Regions from separate parts of the Oryctolagus cuniculus genome. Here region 2 is linked to region 1. Evidence: chromatin contacts called from public Micro-C data. All regions are on one chromosome and are shown on one strand. Each heading gives the region's core, a stretch centred on a gene start, on an enhancer-like site or on the middle of the called end of the contact. The rest is flanking DNA. Distances are from core to core; before and after follow the strand shown.

Region 1 (6,003 bases), core at 1,846-4,345:
GGAAACAATCTCAGAAATCATTTTTACACAATTTCTTGAATATATAAATGGGAAAGCTGGGACCCAAGAAAGTTGTTACTCAAATCTATATTGTAAATTAATTGCAAAACAGACCTACAACCTTGTATTAAAAACCTCGAATCCAGTACTTTTACATTCATTCATTCATTCAGCAAGTGAGTATTTTCTAGGTACCTACTCTGCTTTAGGGATTACCATCTAAGCTAAAATACAACTGTGACAATGATCCTTGCCCTCACAGCACTTAAATTCTACAAGAGGGAGAGACAGCATACATATAACTATTTCTAGTATAATGCTACAGTGGAAAAATAGGCTAGGGTAAAGGGGATGGGGAGTACTGAGAATTATTTGTAATTCTAAATTTTAAATAGGGTTGTGTAGCCTCATTGAAAAAGTGACATCTGATGAAAGTCTTGAAGGATATGAGGAATGAACCATGTGAGTATGGTAAGAGCATTCTAGGTAGAGGGGACAGCCTATGCAAAGACCTTAGGAGGAGAATTTGCTTTGCATTTTTGAGGAATGGGAAAGACACTGTGGCTGGAGCAGAGAACAGGCATCAGAGAGGGAGAGAAAATGTCAGACAGGGAACAGGAGCTGCAGGTCCTGAGGTTTAGGAGCCAGAGTCTACAGGGCCTGCATTGTAAAGACATGGGCCTCTCATCTGAGATTGGAGTTAGGAGGGGAGGAATTATGAGCAAAGGAGTGACAAGATCTGATTTACACAGTAACAGGATCACTTCCATTGCTGTTTTGCATCAGCATAGATGGCCAGAAAAGGGTACAAATGAGGTGTTAAACCAGAAGTTATTCGGGCAGGGTTCAGCCTGGAGGTTAAAACTCTGGTTAAGATACCAGTGTCTCATATCAGAGTACCTGAGTTCCATACCCGGCTCTGGCTCCTCACTCCAGCTTCCTAGTAACACATCCTGAGCGGCAGTGGTGATGGCTCAAGTCAATGGGCTTCTTCCACTCATGGGGGAGACCTGGATTGAGTTCCTGGCTCCTGGCTTCAGCTGCAGCTGGGGCCCTTGCAGGCCTTTGAGGAGTGAACCAGCAGATGGGAGCTCTGTCTTCTTACCTCTCAAATAAATACAAAAGGCAAATTAAAAAGATGCCCAGGGGCCGGAGCTGTGGCTCAGTAGGTTAAGCCTCCCACTTGTGGCACTAGCACCCCGAGTCTCGGCTGCTACACTTCTGATCCAGAGCCCTGCTGATGGCCTGGGAAAGCAGTGGAAGATGGCCCAAATGCTTGGACCCCTGAACCCACATGGGAGACCTGGGAGAAGCTCCTGACTCCTAGCTTTGGATTGGCCCAGCTCCGCCATTATGACCATTTGGAGAGTGAACCAGAGGATGAACCTCTCTACCTCTCTCTGTCTCTGCCTCTCTGACTGTAACTCTGCCTCTCAAATAAATAAATCTTAAAAAAAAAAAATTCCCGGATGGTGTTACTGAAATTCACCACCTAATTGCTCTCTTTTTTACAACCTATATCAAATCCTAACAGCTCTCTCTCTTTAAAATATATTCAAAATTCGATGACTACTTCACTACTATTATTGCTGCTCCAGTCCACATCACCATTCTTTTGCACAAATTATTCCTATATTTAGTCTCTACACTTCCAGATTCTGTCTCCCTTAAGTAAATTTTCATCACAATAACCAGTGTTGTCCCAAAAGTATGAAAATAGGGTCAGATTATCACTCTTTTGTTTCAACATTACAGTGATCTGATGTAAAACAAAGGGATGCAGGAGCCACAGGCGGCTGCTTAATCCTCTGTGTCACAACGCCGCCGGCCCCTAGAGCTTTCATGATTAAGGAGCATTTTATTTGAAAAGTGTTTCCCATATTAAATGAGTGAAACCAGCTTTAATACAGAAAACAAAAATTTTTTTGACTTAACATCATAATGTAACAAACATAGGTTCCTTTTTTATAAACAAAAGTACAAACCTAAAAAGTTCAAAAAATGTTCATCTGGGGCCTTTTGGGGCCTGCATTGTGATGTAGCAGGTATAGTCACTTCCTGCATCCCTGGGATCCTATATAGGCACTGTTTGGAGACCTGGCTGGTCCACATCCGATCCAGCTCCCTGTTACTGCACCTGGGAAAGCAGCAGCAGATGGCCCAAGTGCTTAGGCCCTTGCATCCACGTGGGAGACCCGGAGAAGCGCCTGGCTTTAATCTGGCCCATTGCTGATTGCTGTGGCCATTTGGGGAGTGAACCAGTGGATGGAAGATTTCTCTGTCTCTCGCCCTCTCTCTGTATCTCTTTCAAGTAAATAAATCTTTTAAAAAAAAATTAGTCTAAAACGTATTGCTTATTTAGCCACATTCTTAGCTTTTGCCATTATGGTTCTCTGACAATCTTTGCAATTCCTTCAGTGAACAGATGACAGACGCAAATACTTTATTTTCGTATGTGTCTTAAATGCATACATTTTGTGTATGCATCTACTTTGCATGTTATTTACACTGTTTGTTCTGAGAAGTGATTATCACCAAGTCCAAGGTACCGAACGCATATCAAAATTTACTGACATCTACATCTCCTTCATGGACTCACAGAAATAATCAGATATTTTAGGTCTACGTTCAGTGGCGCTGACTTCACAAAAGGCAGGCTGGAGACCTCGGGCCCAGGAGCAGCTTTCTCCGGTTCCCCTCGACTTAGCCCAGGGGCCCACCCTCCGGACTCGCCCGGCGCGGACACACAGCCTGGCTCAGCAGCTCCTACACTGGCCCCTGCCGCTCGCCCAACTCCCGTGGGCTGTCGGGCAACGTGCAGTCCAAGAAAAGCCCCAACACACGCGAACCCCACCACCAGCAGACACCACAGGGCTCGCCGCCTACGACTCCCTTTTCCGGCACTCGCCTCACCGCCCCGCCCAGGCGCGCGAGGCCGGCCGCCAGCCCGGACGCATCGAGCGAGGACGCCGGGCTCAGGGGCTTTTCACGCTCCGGCCCTACTACACCCAGGAGCCGGCCCTGGCTGTTCTTGGCGAATGCCTGACCGGAAGGTCCAAAGTCCCAGCAAACCCCGAGCTGACGTGAGGCAGGCGGCAAAGCGGCGCCCTTCCGGAGTAGGCAGATTAAATCGAACGCCGATTTGGGGAGCAAACGGAGGCCGGCTCTGGGCGGGTATCTCAGCTGGCCCGGCCTGGCTGTGGGCCCCAGGCCTCCCCGGCTGGGGCTCTGCGCCTGCGCTCGCCCGACGGCCGCCTGCCCTCCCTGCTCGGCCGCGCTCTCGCCTGCAGCGCGCCGCCTGGGTGTCTGCGAGATCCATGGGCGGACGCCGCGAGAGCCAGGATGACAGATTACGGCGAGGAACAGCGTAACGAGCTGGAGGCCCTGGAATCCATCTACCCTGACTCCTTCACAGGTGACTTTCGCGGCCGGGATCCCGAGGTGGAGTGAGGGCGGGCAGCCCTGGGCCTCCCGGGCTGGGGAGGAGAAAGGGGCGGCGAGGTGGTGCGGTCGCCTCGCCCGCCGCTCTCTCCAAGTTCTTCAGTTATCAGTAACTCAACGACTGTTTCGCCCTCCCCGTGGGTTCCCTGCAGTGTGAAAGTCCGGGTGACACCGGTGAGGTCCGCAGGGTGTCAGGCCTGGATTTGAGTCCCGAACACTTGCGTTGTTGTGTAACCCTCGGCAACCTCAGATTTGGTGGAATCCACGAAAAGACGGTGCCCCTGGATCAGTTTTCCAGGCACCGCAAGGGTGTTCGTTTCCACGTAGTCCCCTTTATTGAAGTAGGCGCTGTTTTTCATGCGATGGTGTTTTAAAGTTTGTGTGTGCGCTTCGCAGTTCCCCAGAATCAATTTTGGGAATCGCGTGGTCCCTGAAGTCTGTCGGCTTTCTGGTTTTTTTTTTTTTAAAATAGATATTCTAGCATTCTGCAGAGTGCCTGTTGAATGGTGTGGCCCACATTTCAGTTCCACTGTGGATTCATCCCTTGGTAACCTGGAAGGGAGAGTAGATGTCTCCTGGCCTGTGACGCCCCCCGCTACCAGCAAGGGAATGGAGGCTCAGGAAAAGTAAGCGGCTGTTCTGGGTCTTCCAGCGGGACTAGCACTGGGAGTTAGGTCCGGAAATCTTTCCTCTTCTTTCACCTCCCAGAGAGGGGGGACTTGCGCTCCTGTCCCAGCTGAGATGGCAAGGACCTGATTACTTGGTGGATTGGGCTGTCTAACGTAAAACATTAATGAGAAGTTCATCAGGTGTATTTTTAAGATTTTTCTATGTTAAACATGCTTCAAGTGATTCTGAAAATGCTATATGATAACTGTATTCGTGTCACTTATCTGAGATTTAAGAAGCAGTCTAGTAAATCCTATATGAGTGTGTAGACCTTAGCTTTGTAGGATGTAGGTTCCCCTCCCCTCCTTTGAGTGTAGTCCATCTTTGTTAGAATTCACAGTGTAAATTATGTTGCTTTCCCTCGTGCAATAGTCCTTCTCCCTTTGCTTGTTTAGTTTTTTCTTGGCTCCACCTTCTGTCCACTGCTTGCACCAGTAGCAGATTTTGTTCTGCTTTGCCAACAGGCAGATGTCTGTCAGTTTTCCCGATGGAGCGCCAGTGCTGTTCGTACTCTCTCTGACCTGAAGTACAGCTGAGAGAGGGGTTTGAGAGTGTCATTAACTGCGTGAGTGTATATGAAGTCTGGCTCCGTTTTCTGTCCTTGCTTCTTTGTCAATGTTTAAATAAATAAATCGATTGTAGGGCCTGTTGTTGGTTGTGCTCTTAATCATGATGATTGATTATTTCTTCTACTTTGGAGTTACAGCAAGTATGGACGCTGTAGGCACAGTCAAGAAGGCAGAGGATATGCTATTCTTTTCATCTCTTTGGATGTAACGGTATCCCTGATATAAGCATTTACAAAGGTGCTACATTTTAAACCTTCGAACAGCCTTGTGAATGTTTTAAATTGCACAGGGTGCTGGCAGCCCTGGTGTAGTTCAGCATGTGAAATTCTTGTCAGATACACAAATGCTTTGAGCATTCTGACCCAGGGTAATAAAGGATAGTTTATAAATCTTTTGATGCAATCAAGTATTCTGCAGTAACTCATGAGCCCATCTGTCTGTAATTCCTGGTAGCATCCCTACCAGCTTTGCAAAAAATTCAATTAAGATGTTTTGATTTCCAGTGCTTAGGGAACTTTGCCTTACTTGTGATTATGTTCATTAAAACACTTATTCAGGGAAAAGGCAAAGGACTTTGAAATGAGATGTTTCTGTGTTTAGTCGTAGGAAATTTTGGGGATTTGCCAAGTTTGCTGATTTATAGCCCTTTATGTTTCCATACTTTAATATTTTCATGCCGTGTTTAAGAAAGAGAGCTTGCTTGTATCAGTTTGCCAAAGAATACTAATTGGTAGTTTTCTAACTTCATTTCCAGCCACAGTTCTGGGTTTGGTATATGCTCACTGTTACTGTTGAAGGACATAGTATACTTTTTTTATTTTTTAATGAATGACTGAATGCTTGACAAAGAATCATTTGTTGAGTACACATCACCCCACATGGATGCTAAGGAGTCGGTCTATGAATCTTCTTTGCCTAATCTCAGAATTAATTGCTTGACTGTTTGCAAAGAACTCTTGGTCCAATCTTGCATTTTTGTGAATTATAACAAATCATAATATAATTTCTTCTTTTTGCCTGTTCTATTGCTTGATTACACATTGATCCAACCATCCTAACAAATAGCCTTAAAACTATAAACGAACTCTCCTAACACCACATTCTCCTTCAGTTGTGCTTCACTTGACAAGGTCCTGCTAAGGTAATCGAACCTGGTTGTTTCCATTTCTGTATCAAAATCGCTACCTGTGGGCATTTTGTTGGAAAAAATTGGTGGCATCAGGTCAACCATAGCCAAATTCCTTTAATTTTGTTTGCTTTACAAAGAGGGGTACATGATCCTCTATTTGCTGTATCAGTACCTCTTTATAACAGCTGTTTAAAG
Region 2 (5,941 bases), core at 1,075-3,574, 400 kb before region 1:
TACGAGATAATCAGTGCTACAGAAAGAGTGATTGCGAAACATAAATCATATGGAATGAGTGGGCCCCTGCTGCTCTCCCATGATATCATTAAGCCCCAGTAATTGTCCACAGACCATGAGCCTGTAATGCTGGATGCAGAGGATATGTAGAATGGGCTTCCAAACCAACCTAGAAATGCAGGTGGTAGTAACCAGAACAAAGGCCCTGGGAACAGAGTGTAAGCAGTGTAGATAAAGACAGTGCAATCTACAGCCATCATTTGCTTGGCTTTGCAGTGGTGTGAACCATAGCCATGCAGCACGTGTTATTAATGCAGAACAGCATGAAGGTCATGTGGAAGTAAAGCAGCATGCCCATGATGGTCTCAAGTTTGAGGTTTAGAGGAGGGAATATCCAGCAGAAGACAGGGTGAAGAAAGGTCAACAAGACAGACCCATCACTGTTACCCCAGCACAGGTCCAGCAGATAGTAAGAGACCTTGTGCAGCATTCCCAAGGGTAAGGGTTAACCTGACTGGAATCCAAAGGGCCTGGGGATCTCCACTGGCTCCCTAATTGGTCGACGTCTAGCTCTGCGAACACCTTCACGCAACAAGTAGTACTGCAGTGGATTTGGCCACAAGTCCTCTTTGATAATCTCAGCAATTCTGTCAGATTCTGGAAGGCTGTGGTCTGAAAACCAGGTGAAGAAACTGCAGATGAGGTCTTGGTTTCTACGGATGAAGGACTGGGGTTCATGTCCCCTGCGCCATATGATTGGCGTAGAAAGAGACACTACTCTCCCAGAGGATCGGACCTCGTATTCCTTGACAATCAGCTTATTTCTGAAGTAGGGATTTCTTCGAAAGAAGAACTTGAACTTGCAGCCAGTTCGGGGGTGTCTGAGTTCCTTCACCTCCAAATTGGATATGTACCTTAACATGTCTGCATCTTGGCCCCTAATCATGCCGGACAGCTGGGGATGGTTCCGAAAGGCAGTCATCCAGAAACCCGGGATGTTCTGAATGATGTAGTTTCTCCGCTCCAGGTAGTGTCGACGCATTCGCCCAAACTTCTGCTCCAGCTGTTGGAAGGCCCTGTCAGCCTGAGCATTCACAGTGTCCAGCTCCTGTTGGATGGCCTCCAGGGGGTTCATGCGCAGAACCACATTGAGATGCCAGGGCCCTGCCTCCTCCTTCACCTCCTCTACCACTCCGTTTTCCTCCACCACTTCTATTTCTTCACCTGCTGGCTTCTCCACCTCCATCTCCTCCGCCACTACCTGCTTCTCCTTCACGCCTTCCGTCTCCACCACCTCAGCCCTCTCCTCATCCGCGGCTTCTGAGAAGGAGGCACACTTTTCAATCTTCACTTCCTCCGCCTTCGCCCCCACCATCGCCTCACACTCCGACCTCTCTGCGCCACAGCTTTCGAGAGCCTTCTCCTCACCCTGGAAGACATCATCAAGCCTGCTGCGAGTTGCCACCACCATAGAAGCTGCTCCCAGTCTCTCTGAGGGAGGCGGAGCCTCTTCCCGCCCGGCCGTGATCGCTACGGGACCGCGACCCCCAACGACTCGGATCGGGGGAGCATGCCCACAGCTCGCGGGATCCCGGGGTGCGTCCCCCTCCTCTAAAATCTGGGGCGGCGGGAGCGCAACGGACCCCAAACTTCCCTCACCCGTCTCCGCCATCACCTGCGTCGCCTCGGTTTCCTCGCTGAGCCTCAGGCTCTGGTCCGGATCTCCAGGAGGATGTTCGGGAACAGTAAGGCCGAGGGACTGGGGGAGAGAGGTGCTCTCGACCCCATGCAGGCCGCTCATGTCAGCAACGGTTAGCCAGCGGCAGGGCAGAGTCTGTTTTCCTCACAAGCGCTGCGCTCAGAGATGCACTCCCCCTCACGCCCAACCAGCGCTGTCGCCCACCAACCTCCCCACGCAGGCGTCTCCGGGGCGGTGACGTCAGGGCGGTAGATCTCACCGCCTCGCGAGAACTCGCTGCGCCCGAGGATTGGCTCATCCGCTCCCTGCCGCCAAGCGTATTTTCCTAGTTTCGCTACTGAGTTTATCCGGTTGGAAAGGCAATTATATTTACGTAAATAAATGTAGGTCGTCCTCGAAGACCGACGGCAGTGACGACTTTTCTTTCAATGCATCAGGAAACCGCGTCCAGCATATAGGCAGAGTGATTCAAGGGACTTCGGTCCTCACACTGCGTGCCGTCCAGTGTCTGAAAACATGTTTTTGTGGTTTTCAGGGTTTTTTTGAGGCAGAAAGGTAAGTCTATTCCACTACTCCGTCTGGTTGGGATCAAAAATATTTTTAACCAGATGAATAGTGAAATGTTTCTCCTTCCTGAGGTGGAAGTGACGTGACCTTTACCCTCTCCTCAGCAGTTTTTTTTTTTTTTTAACACCAAAGTGATGCATATTATTTACTGCTGGTCTTCAATTTATAATCTGCATTACATCAGAATTTTATTTGCTAAATCTTGTTCCGTGCCCCTTCACTGTTAGAGGGAATGATAGCTATTTACAATGCCATAACTTTGATTTATTAACATGTTTAGTTCTGTAAGATAGGCAAGTTTGGATCCAATGAAATACCTATTCATGGCAATCAACCCAAGAGAGTTCATTTGAAACAGATGTCATGTCTTTGGTTTAGTTTGCTGACTTGTGAGTGAAAGTGGTGTTATCTTGGGGCCTCTACTCACCACCGTTGTTAAGAGGATAATCCAGGTGGTTTTGATGTAGAAAACAAATTTGTGGAATGCAACATGCAGCTGATTGACTTAAGGTGAAAAGCAGTTTTATGTACTGATTTGCCTTGTATGATAGGCTGATGGTCCCCAAAGAGGATCATGTGCTGATCCTCAGAACTTACTAGGTGGCAAAAGGAGCTTTCCAAGTATGGTTAAATTAATGATCTACACAAGTGAAGATTATCCTAGATTGTCCAGGTGGGCCCTGTGGAATTACAATGGCCCAGATAAAAAAGGAGGCAGCGTGTCAGAGAAAATGTGATGACCAAAGCAGAGGAAAGTGAGAAAAATATTATGCTGCTGGTTTTGAAGATAGAGGAAGGAGCAAGGATCCTAGGAATGAGGTAGCCTCTAGGAGGTAGGACGGTAAGAAAACAGATTCTACCCTTGAGCCTCCAAACGAGTGCAGTCCTCCCAACACCTTGATTTTAAGAAGTCGGATAATAAATTGTCACTTTAAGCTATGAAGTGTATGGTTGTTTGTTTCAGAAGTAATCTGAAATAAATCCACCTTGCGTTAGATTTCGTTGCATGTACTCATGCCTCAAGTTGTTTCTAACAGCAGCCTCTTCAGCTTTCTCCATTGCTTCCCCTAACGTCTTGCCTACTAAGTATGCTTTATCACTGCTTGAAATCCTTTGGATATTGAAACCAAAAATGTACTTAGGCAATACACAGACAAAGTTGAAGCCCAAACATACCACAAAAGATATTTGAGAAGACTGAACTGCAGGAGGACAAGATTGTGGTTTATTTACCTCTGTTTACCTAATAACTAACACACTGTCTTGCACAATATTCCATAGATTGTGTTAAATTAAGGAGAAAATGAATACAGTTTCTCCTGATTGCAAATTGGTACTTGTAAAAGAGAAGTAAGGGACTTTTGGATTGTCACCCTGCTTTCGTCCTTATCCACCTCTGGATACTGGAGGGCCACTGTACTGGGCACAGTCCTGGTTTGGAGAATTAATTTCTGCATGTGTGTCAGAGCCTCTAAAAGCATAGAAAAACCACAAAGAAAACTTTTATTTTATAAATAGTTTACATTTGTGTGATCACACTGTATGATAAACTGGGAAGACCAACAGATTTAGGTGAGTTTACATAGCAAAGCCTCAAACTACCAGTACTGTATTTCCAGTTCTTTCCTTTCTAGATAAGCCAAAGTAATGATCTTAGTCCTTACTTCATTTCTCTCTGTAATAGATGTACATGGATTCTGTGCTGCATGGCTGGAATTGCTTTTTGAATAGATAAGAATGAATAATTGAATTTTCTACAAGTCCTCTTTTTTTTTTTTAATTGCCGTAAAACCATCTTCTACCTTGGAACTTGAATAATTTAAGTTAGCTAAAATGGAGACTTTTATTACACTTTGCCTTTCTGTTTTTATTCTTTCAAAGATATTTGAAATTCAGAGTTACACAAAGAGAGAAGGAAAGGCAGAGAGAGAGAGTCTTCCATCCACTGGTTCACTCCCCAGATGGCCACAAAAGCCAGAGCTGCACCGATCCAAAAACAGGAGCCAGGAGCTACTTCCAGATCTCCCATATGGGCACAGGGGCCCAAGGATTTGGGCCGTCTTGTACTGTTTTCCCAGGCCATAACAGAGCAGGATGGGAAGTGGAGCAGTTGGTACTCGAACCGACACCCATATGGGATGCCGGTATGGCAGGTGGCAACTTAACCCACTATGCCAACAGTGCCAGCCCCTGCCTTTCTACTTTTGAGCAGAAAAAAGTACCAGATTTTGGCCAGTTCTATAAGAAATGTCTTTGTCATAGTTGTTATTATGATATTTACAAATGTAATTGGTGGCCAGCGCTGCGGCTCAATAGGCTAATCCTCCACCTGCGGCGCCAGCACCCCAGGTTCTAGTCCTGGTCAGGGTGCTGGATTCTGTCCCGGTTGTTCCTCTTCCAGTCCAGCTCTCTGCTGTGGCCCTGGAGTGCAATGGAGTATGGCCCAAGTGCTGGGCCCTGCACCCACATGGGAGACCAAGAGGAAGCACCTGGCTCCTGGCTTTGGATCAGCGCGGTGCGCCGGCCGCAGCAGCCATTGAGGGGTGAACCAACAGAAAAGGAAGACCTTTCTCTCTGTCTCTCTCTCTCTCTCACTGTCCACTCTGCCTGTCAAACAAACAAACAAACAAAAACAAATGTAATTCGTGCTTCTACTGTAATATTAGGAATGATCTCAATTGTAGATGTTGCACTTAAATGTAGTCAGGACTCTGCTAAATGTAATTTCCCCTACTAGTGTCAAGAGGCTTAGGAGGAACTCTTCCATTTCTTCTTTTAGGCATATTTGAAAAGCTGTGATATGGAATATTTGTAAATGGAAAGTGAGAAAAGTTAATTTCTTCTGATTTAAATTAGATGAATATACTATTGGAGATCCAAATGATTGTAACTCTTCTTTTGGAAAGCTTAAGTTATGATTACTTTTTATTAAGTAGTCAGGACAAGGTCCATTGAAGGACAAGAATTTTAGAAGATAAAGCATGTAGTACATGCTATGTTTTTAAAGACAGAGTCTTTGCTTGGAAAGAAGTGTTTTAGGAATTCAACTTGTACCAAATCTCAATGCAGAGGGAGTTACAGAAGCAGTATAAAATTAATCCAACCTGGGTGAGTTTTGGTTGCATCAACATATGCCTCATTACACAAAAGTTAGTTGAACCTTTTCTTTTTCGGATCAGCGCAGTGCGCCGGCCGCAACACACCAGCCGTAGCAGCCACTTAGGGGGGTGAACCAACGGAAAAAGGAAGACCTTTCTCTCTGTCTCTCTCTCTCACTGTCCTCTCCGCCTGTCAAAAAAAAAATTTATTCATTTATTTATTTGAGAGAGAAAGGGGGAGACAAAGGAAGATCTTCCATCTGCTGTTTCAATCTCCAGATGGTCGCAATGGCCAGAGCTGAGCCAGGCCGAAGCCATGAGCCAAGAGCTTCTTCTAGGTGTCCCCCATGGGAGGCAGGGGCTCATGTACTTCCACTGCTTTGCCCAGGTCATTAGCAGGGAGCTATATCAGAAATGGAGCAGCTGGGACTCAAAATAGCACCCAGATGGGATGCTGGAGTCGCCACTTTACCTGCTATGCTATAGCGTCAGCCCCTAGTTGAATCTTTTCTAATGTGGTTCTGTTTTGCCACACAGGAGAAAAAAAAATATGGTTACTATTTCCTATAGAAAATTC

The links. A called contact is a pair of places that touch in the nucleus more often than the background predicts.
Region 2: a contact with region 1 is called in a Micro-C map of ear pinna, with 5 times the contacts expected there. The contact joins the promoter of TSPYL1 here to the promoter of RWDD1 in region 1. A contact is called at or near these places in 2 of 6 Hi-C or Micro-C datasets (ear pinna and an unstated tissue).

Annotation. Positions count from the first base shown.
Region 1 is chr5:54,485,068-54,491,070 of mOryCun1.1, reverse strand. It overlaps RWDD1 (RWD domain containing 1), which reads left to right and starts at 3,095. Exons shown (of 7, transcript XM_008263401.4): 1 at 3,095-3,415. The coding sequence starts at 3,343.
Region 2 is chr5:54,881,103-54,887,043 of mOryCun1.1, reverse strand. It overlaps TSPYL1 (TSPY like 1), which reads right to left and starts at 2,324. Exons shown (of 1, transcript XM_002714728.5): 1 at 1-2,324. The coding sequence starts at 1,801. The coding sequence ends at 506.